Regions from separate parts of the Ovis aries genome. Here region 1 is linked to region 2. Evidence: chromatin contacts called from public Hi-C data. All regions are on one chromosome and are shown on one strand. The core of a region is the stretch at or near the end of the contact, and the rest is flanking DNA. Distances in the headings are between cores, read along the strand shown.

Region 1 (3,715 bases), core at 1,024-3,523, 150 kb before region 2:
ATTCTAGATTCATCTTCATGATAGGATACAGTGGAAAAGCTATAGCGTCCTGCAAGATTTCTTCAATATAGTCAGCAGTGCTATTGAGACTGCTGACTCAAGAATCAGAAAGTAACTACAGCTAGCCCAAACTTATAAAAGATGAAGCAGGACTTCCGTGGTGGCCCAGTGATTGAAGAAACTGCCTGCCAATCCGGGGGACATGGGCTCAATCCCTGGTCCAGAAAGATTCCTCTAAGACCGTGTGCCACAACTACTAAGCCCGCCCTCTAGGGCCCTTGTGCTGCAGCTACTGAAGCCCCAGCATCTAAAATCTGTGCTCTGCAACAACAGAAAGCAGTACAAGGAGAAGCCAGCGTATTGCAACCAGAGAAAGCCCACACACAGCAACGAAGATGGAGCTAAAATGGGTCTTAGCCAGAAATATAAGTATTTTTTTTAATGTAAAAAAAAAAAAAGACAAGGCATTAGCTGGTCACACTCAATACAATACAACCTAAAATCCTAAAGAAAATCAACTCTGAATAGTCATTGGAAGGACTGATGCTGAAGCTCCAATACTTTGGCCACCAGATGTGAACAGCCAACTCATTGGAAAAGACCCTGAGGCTGGAAAGATTGAAGGCAGGAGAAGGGGACGACAGAGGATAAGATGGTTGGATAGTATTACCGACTCGATAGACATGAGTTTGAACAAACTTCGGGAGATGGTGAAGGACAGGGAAGCCTGGTGTGTTGCAGTCCATGGGGACACAAAGAGTGAGACACAACTGAGCGACTGAACAATTTGATAAAAATCTGCATTGGTATTGCTGCAGGTTTGAAGAAACAAAGCTCATGATGGATGCCTTCCAAGGAGATAGTAAACGTTTCTCCTAGTGTGTCTCAAACTGAAATGTTCACCTTGTGAAAAATCCACCTGTATTCAGTAGGTCTGGGAAGGAGCCTGAGATTGTGTATCATGTAACATGCTCCCAGGTGATACTGATGCTACTGATCCTCTGACAAACATTTGAGCAGCAATGTTCAATGCTGCTATTTTGACAGCATTCATTCTCTGAGGCTTTCACTGTCCAATTCCAAATTCCTAGAGGGGATGTGATTGCTCTAGCCTGGCTCAGACACACCCCTGGATCCATCAACTATACTTAAGGGATCAGGTCAGGAAATAGCAAAATTACCACTGCTAGTGCGTAATGAGAGCTTACTCTGGGCTGCTGTTGTCTATGCATTTTATACATCTTATCTTCTTTAATCTGGAGATCAGCCCTTTGAAGTGAGGGGAGAAAATGGAGGCTTAGAGAAGCCGAGTGACTTTCCCAAGGTCACATGGCTAGCAGGTGTCAGAGCCAGGCTTTGAACCCACACTGCCAGGCTCTAGAGCCCCTGAGCTCTGTCCACTTTAAGATTTGGCCTTGGGGGTTGGAGTGCCCTTTGAATGTAAGGAGTAGTTTCCAGAGAAAGAAGACTCACTGTCACCTGAATCCAGAAGATTCACTACATAGACACTACCTTAGTGTTTATGAATCACTAGAAACAGAACAGCTAGGTCACTTGTGTCTTATGGCTTCTTCAATAAATAACAAACCCAACTTCAGGAAAAGGGCAGAGGCATTCTGTAGGAGACAAAGTACACAGACAGCTGATTCCTGAACAATTGTGTGCATCCACTTACCTGTGGATTTTTTTTTTCCAGTAATAAATACTACAATACTACATGACCCACGGTTAAATTTTTGGATACAAAACTGGATACGGAGGAACAGCAGAAATGAAGGAACCACATATATGGAGGAAGACCAACTCTGATTTAAATGAAGTTTTTCAAACACAGGGAGCTTGGCACCCCTCCTCACCCGCACGTTGTTCAAAGGTCACCCGTGCTGTCAATAGCACGTTAAAGCCCAGTCGGAAGGGATGGTTCAGATGCCGGCTCCTTGTTACTTAAAGTGTGAGCCACCGACAAGAAACTCAGGCCCGCGCTGGGAACACCTTAGGAATGTAGGCTCCCTGACCCCCAACCCCATACCTCCTGGATCAGAACTGCATATTCACAAGGTTCCCAGGCATGCATAGGGCTTAGGTTCACCAACAGTACCTGAATTCCACAAGAAACCTGGGACCACGACAGGACTCTCTATCAGCACCCTTGCTTGTAGAAACTACCATGATAAGACTACTCCCAGGGCCAAGGAGCTGGCCAAAATGCTCCCTCTCTGCAGACAGGCGTCAGAGGAAGGACGAAGAGATTCACTGACCAGGGGAAGGAGCGTGGAGAGGCCAGGTGCAGCTCCGTGGGTCTAAAGCCTCGTGCTTCATATTAGGATCACCTGAGGACTTTTGGTTCACCCTCCGATAGGTGGCGCTAGAGATAAAGAAACCTCCTGCCAATGCAGGAGACCTGAGAGACGCGTGTCCAATCTCTGGATAGTGAAAATCCGCTGGAGAAGGAAATAGCTACCCACTCCAGGATTCTTGGGCTTCCCGGTGGCTCACACGGTAAAGAATCCACTTGCAATATGGGAGACCTGGGTTCGATCCCTGGATTGGGAAGATCCCCTGGAGGAGCGCATGGCTACCCACTCCAGTATTCTTGCCTGGAGAATCCCATGGACAGAGGAGCCTGGTGGGCTGCAGTCCATGGGGTCACAAAAAGTCGGACATGGCTGAAGCGATTTAGCACGCACGAGGACTTTTGGTTCACCCTCAGATATTCAGATTTAGTGGGTCCATTGTAGGACTGAAGCATTAGTAACTCTTGGTTTCAAGCTTCCTGGGTGGATGTAACATACACGGGTCTAGTTGAAGTCGCTGTACAGAAACCCTAGAGAGGGGAGCGTGTGGGGCTTCTGAACAATCACTGTAACTTCAGGTTTGGGAGGAGAGGATGTTAATAGTGCAACGTAACCTTTGAATGTGCCTAAGCCTCAGCTGAGGATATCGTGCAAACGCAGAGCCTGGTTCACTAGATCCAGGCTGAACAATATTATTTTCCTACATGTCAGTAGTCAGATCTAAGTGAGGAGTCTTCACTTTAATATTATTAAGTGAAAGTGAAAGTGAAGTTGCTCAGTCGTGTCCAACTCTTTGCCACCCAGTGGACTGTGGCTCACCAGGCTCCTCCGTCCATGGGATTCTCCAGGCAAGAATACTGGAGTTGGTTGCCATTTCCTTCTCCAACTACTCAGGATAATTTTGAATCAGAATTTACCCCTCCCTCAGAATCTTTGCTGAGTAGAGATTTTTAAATCAACTAGAGCCTGTCAATCTATAATTTTAAGTTATTTGAACCTCAAAAATATTCTTCAGATGTTGGAGTCCTAACCCCCATCTAGGTATCTCAGAATGTAACCTTCCTTGGAAATTAGGTCTTTACAGATGTAGGCAAGGTAAGGTGGGGCCTAAACTAACAGAATTGTTGTCTTGTTGCAAGTCGTGCCCCACTCTTTTGTGTCCCATGGATTGTAGCCCACCAGGCTCCTCTGTCTATGGGATTTCCCGGAGAAGAATACTGGAGTGAGTTGCCATTTCCTTTTCCAGGGGATCTTCCTGACCCAGGGATCGAACCTGTGTCTCCTACATTAGCAGGCAGGTTCTCTACCACTAAGCCACTTGGGAAGTCCAGTGGGATTGGTATCCTTATGAAAAAGGGAAATTTAGACAGTGGGACGTGCACACAGGGAAAATGTCACATAACTGTGGAGGCAGAGATCAA
Region 2 (4,174 bases), core at 50-2,549:
ACTCCCTTTGCTTCGCAGACCCCTGTCGCTCCCCTGCTTAACCGCCCCGGGAGTTCTGCCCGAGAGCGACCACCCAATAAAAGGCCCTGAACAACGGTCAAAAAAAAAAAAAAAAAAATCAACATTCAGAAAACTAAGATCTTGGCATCTGGTCCTATCACTTCATGGCAAATAGATGAGGAAATAATGGAAACAATGACAGACTTTATTTTTGGGGTCTCCAAAATCACTATAGATGGTGACTGCAGCCATGATATTAAAAGACGCTTGCTCCTTGGAAGAAAAGTTATGACCAATCTAGACAGCATATTAAAAAGGAGAGACATTGCTTTGCCAACAAAGGTCTGTCTAGTCAAAGGTATGGTTTTTCCAGTAGTCATGTATGGATGTGAGAGTTGGACTATAAGAAAGCTGAGCACCAAAGAATTGATGCTTTTGAAGTGTGGTGTTGGAGAAGACTCTTGAGAGTCCCCTGGACTGCAAGGAGATCCAACCAGTCCATCCTAAAGGAAATCAGTCCTGAATGTTCATCGGAAGGACTGATGCTGAAGCTGAAACTCCAGTATTTTGGCCACCTGATGCAAAGAACTGACTCATTTGAAAAGCATCCCCTGATGCTGGGAAAGGTTGAAGGCGGGAGGAGAAGGGGACAACAGAGGTTGGATGAGATGGCAGGATGGCTTCACCGACTCAATGGACATGAGTTTGAGTATACTTTGGGAGTTGGCGATGGACAGGGAGGCCTGGCATACTGCAGTCCACGGGATTGCAAAGAGTCAGACATGACTGAGCGACTGACCTGAACTGAACTGAGACCACTTTGAACCATCTGTCCTTTTAGGCTAGAATTTTACCAGTCAAAGGCCCATCATCTCTGGCCTACTGGATGGAACGGAGATCAAAAATCACAGTTGTGTTGTGAAACCTATTTATTATTTTATAATAAACAAAGCTCATCCAGCAAATCCTTTCAAACAAGGGAAGGAAGAAAAGTTAAGTGGGTTGAAAGGGATGGGAACCATTATGGGGAACAGAGCGCTGCCTTAGGAGGGTCGTGACTGCCCTCTAGGGGTAAAAAACTCACTCTGCACACAGAACACCAGAAGGAACTCAGCCTGAGCTCAGGAACTCTAACCCTCCCTTTAACAGGATCATGAATTTTTGTCGGTCACCGTCACTACTTTAATTATGTAAGCTCACAACTCCATTTTTCCATTTCTCTTCCTGGCCCGTGGAGTAGGATAGAGACAGTGGCTAGTTTCATTGACAAAATGTCCCCTCGGCTGTGCCTAACTCCATTTGGAGAAGTTCACCGGAGGCAAAGAGCTGATGTGGCATGTAGGCTGGAAAATGCAATTCATTCAGCATCCTGGGAGGGATCCGACTCAGTGGTTTTATGAGGGCGGGGGGGAGGGCAGTGCTGAAAGAAAATACTTTCCAAAAATATTTACCAGACAAAGAAAAAGAACTAGGCCTGTGACCAAGACATTCCAAGGAGACACCCTTCAACAGAAGCAATTTTCCAGACTTGTTCCCCAGAAAGGTAGAAATGGCCAATTCCCCCTCCACGCTCCAAAAGCCGAGCTCATACTTCTTCTAAAAATAAACACAGCTAGAGTCAGAAGACACCTTCCAAACTGATCATAATTCAAAAACAGACTCTGTTGTCACTTGCAGGGGAGTATGCAAAGGGCATTTTGGAGCCAGGCTTCTTGGAAAGGCTATAACCAGTGACCTCTTTCACCAAAGGCGATAGATAGAGGAGGCACTTAAGTGAGACATTTTCTTTTTCCAACAGAGTATTTAAAAAGAGATCATCCCAAGGCACATGAGGTGGAAGGTGGCCCAAGTCGGCAAAGGAAGTCATTCGTATTACATACGCCTCTCTGAAGAGCAGGTCCTAGCCTGAACGCTTGATTTATGCCCCCTCTGGTTATGCTCACCTGAGCTTGGAGCATTCCCCAAAGCCTGCCATGCCTGCCAGCCCTTTTTTCCAGCCTACCACGAACCTCGCAGCCTGGGACATTTGCAAGAGCACAGTCATCAATCATGTCAGTTCCCTGCAAAACAATCTTCAGTGGCCCCAGCGTGTCTTCTCCATCTACGTGACTCTCAGGGCTCACCTTTGAGTTAGCCCTTCTTATACCTTAATCCACACTCAGGCCCGTTTCTTCCCCACTGGGCCATGACTATGTCCATGTACTGACCCTCAAAATGTCTCTTCCCTGGAGCCCTGTCTCCTCTGCCCTCTACTGAAGGTCTTTTTGTCTTCGCTCCTGTGTGGGCTCCCACCCAAGCCCTCGTGTAGCCACCTTCAGAGCACACCTGCCTGCCATGACTATAAACAACAGGATGACAGCTTCCTTTCATTGTGTGCCTAGGCTCTAATATAATCAATACTTTGGCCCTACTATGGGGCCTTTCAGGCCGGGTTCGATTCCTGGGTCGGGAAGATACCCTGCAGGAGGGCACGGCACCCGATTCCAGTATTGTTGCCTAGAGAATCCCACGGACAGAGGAGCATGGCGGGCTACTGTCCATAGGGTTGCAAAGAGCCAGACATGACTTAGCATGCATGCACGCACATGATCCTATTATATGTACCCTATAAAGTACTTGTTATTTTGGTGCTATTATTATGTCCACTGTACAGATGAGAAAAGATGAGTGTCAGAGATTTTCAGTCTAAGATACCAAGCTTCTCTGACATCCACCTCCACCTCCCTCTCCACCTTATCTTGTACCACTTTGCCTCTTACTATTCAAGTCAAACTGGCTTTTTCTTTCTCAAAAATAAAAAAAATTTAAAACCCTCAAAATTAAAAAAAAAAAGTCAATCTTATTCTCACCTGAGAGTTTTTCCACTGGCTTTAGTTGGGAATGGCCTCCCTGACTTTTGCAGAATTGGTTCTTGTTTTTTATTATACGTCACCTTTCAGAAGCCATCTTGACTCACTCTCAAACTGATTTCCCTTACCCTCTAGTTTTTCTTGATCCAGGCCTCCTGTTTCACATTCTTCAAAGCACTTGTCATTTCTGGTCTTTTCTCATTTATCTGTTATTTACTTGTTCTGCGGGACCATATATCAGTGCAACATAAACGCCATGAGAGCAAGAATCATGTCTGTGATGTTCACGGCTGAATCCCTGGGAGCTAGAACAATGTCTGGCATTCACTGGCACTCAAGAAATACCTGTTAAATGGATACATTACTCTAATACTCATGATTTTAGCCTCTACTTTATGTGATCTCTCCATAAATTATAGCGTTTGTGTACTTATGGTTTTTATCATATAACTCAGCCATCATGTATTTATGGTTTTAAGTCTTACATTGCTTGGTATGATTCCATTACATACAAACTCAGCCTGTATGTATATATTTAATTGCTGATCCACATGAGCTGGTCTTGTCTTTCCAGCTAGAGCCTGTGCTCACTGGATATCTGTATTTGCTAATTCATCCAGCAGAGGACTGATCAGAAAAGGTCTCAGACTGTAATTGAGTGAACAGATAATTTTCTGATTCAGATGAGGTGGGCCATATGAAGCATACGTTTCCCCTTTGTTGAACTCTATTCAGGAAACATCCTGAGTCAGAAATCAAAGTTTTAAGGTTTTTCTTCTCCATCTTCTGACAACTCATCTGTCTGGTTTTTGTCCTGCCCAAGTCCTGAGCCCATTGGCATTTTCAAGAGGTCCAGGCTGCATATAATCAGTGTTAAAAACAAATTAACCCCTTCTTGAGATTATTTTCTGCCTGGTTAACCTGAAGAACAGAAAAGCATTTAAACTGGGAGAGTTATGCAAAGAATGCTGGCTGGTTGGCCAATATATTTTGTGTCTGTAACACGTTTTCTTAAATTTTAATATTTGAAGAGTTCTCTGGAAATTATTCCATAAAGAGGAAGAATTCTTTGGATGCATCAAGCTGCTTGTAATGTAGACAAATCAGGCTGCCATAAAGCACACACATACCCACACAGAAAAGAGCCTGTAAGACTAAACACATTTGCTTACATCAAGTTTTAAATTCCTATGAATTCATTTTTATACAGCTGTCTCATTTCAGAGAGGATTTCAGTTGTTGATAAATATATACACCATCCAAGTTTGCATGAAAAAAATGTAAGTAAAAGAAAAATATGATAGTAAGAAGGTAGCATAAAATAG

The links. A called contact is a pair of places that touch in the nucleus more often than the background predicts.
Region 1: a Hi-C map of hypothalamus shows a contact between it and region 2, with 6 times the contacts expected there. The contact joins the promoter of LMOD3 here to the enhancer-like site in region 2. A contact is called at or near these places in 9 of 16 Hi-C or Micro-C datasets (hypothalamus, liver, mixed tissues and 5 more).

Annotation. Positions count from the first base shown.
Region 1 is chr19:32,476,991-32,480,705 of ARS-UI_Ramb_v3.0, reverse strand. It overlaps LMOD3 (leiomodin 3), which reads right to left and starts at 2,273. Exons shown (of 7, transcript XM_060402229.1): 1 at 2,099-2,273. It also overlaps the pseudogene LOC114109350.
Region 2 is chr19:32,329,841-32,334,014 of ARS-UI_Ramb_v3.0, reverse strand. The region is part of intron 4 of FRMD4B (FERM domain containing 4B); the gene reads right to left. Among named protein-coding and RNA genes, the nearest start is that of LMOD3, 150 kb to the left of the region's middle. Within about 2 kb of position 1,299, at least 14 of the 54 cell types and tissues checked have an H3K27ac peak or open chromatin away from gene starts, as enhancers often do. A contact at or near this core is called in hypothalamus, where this site is marked.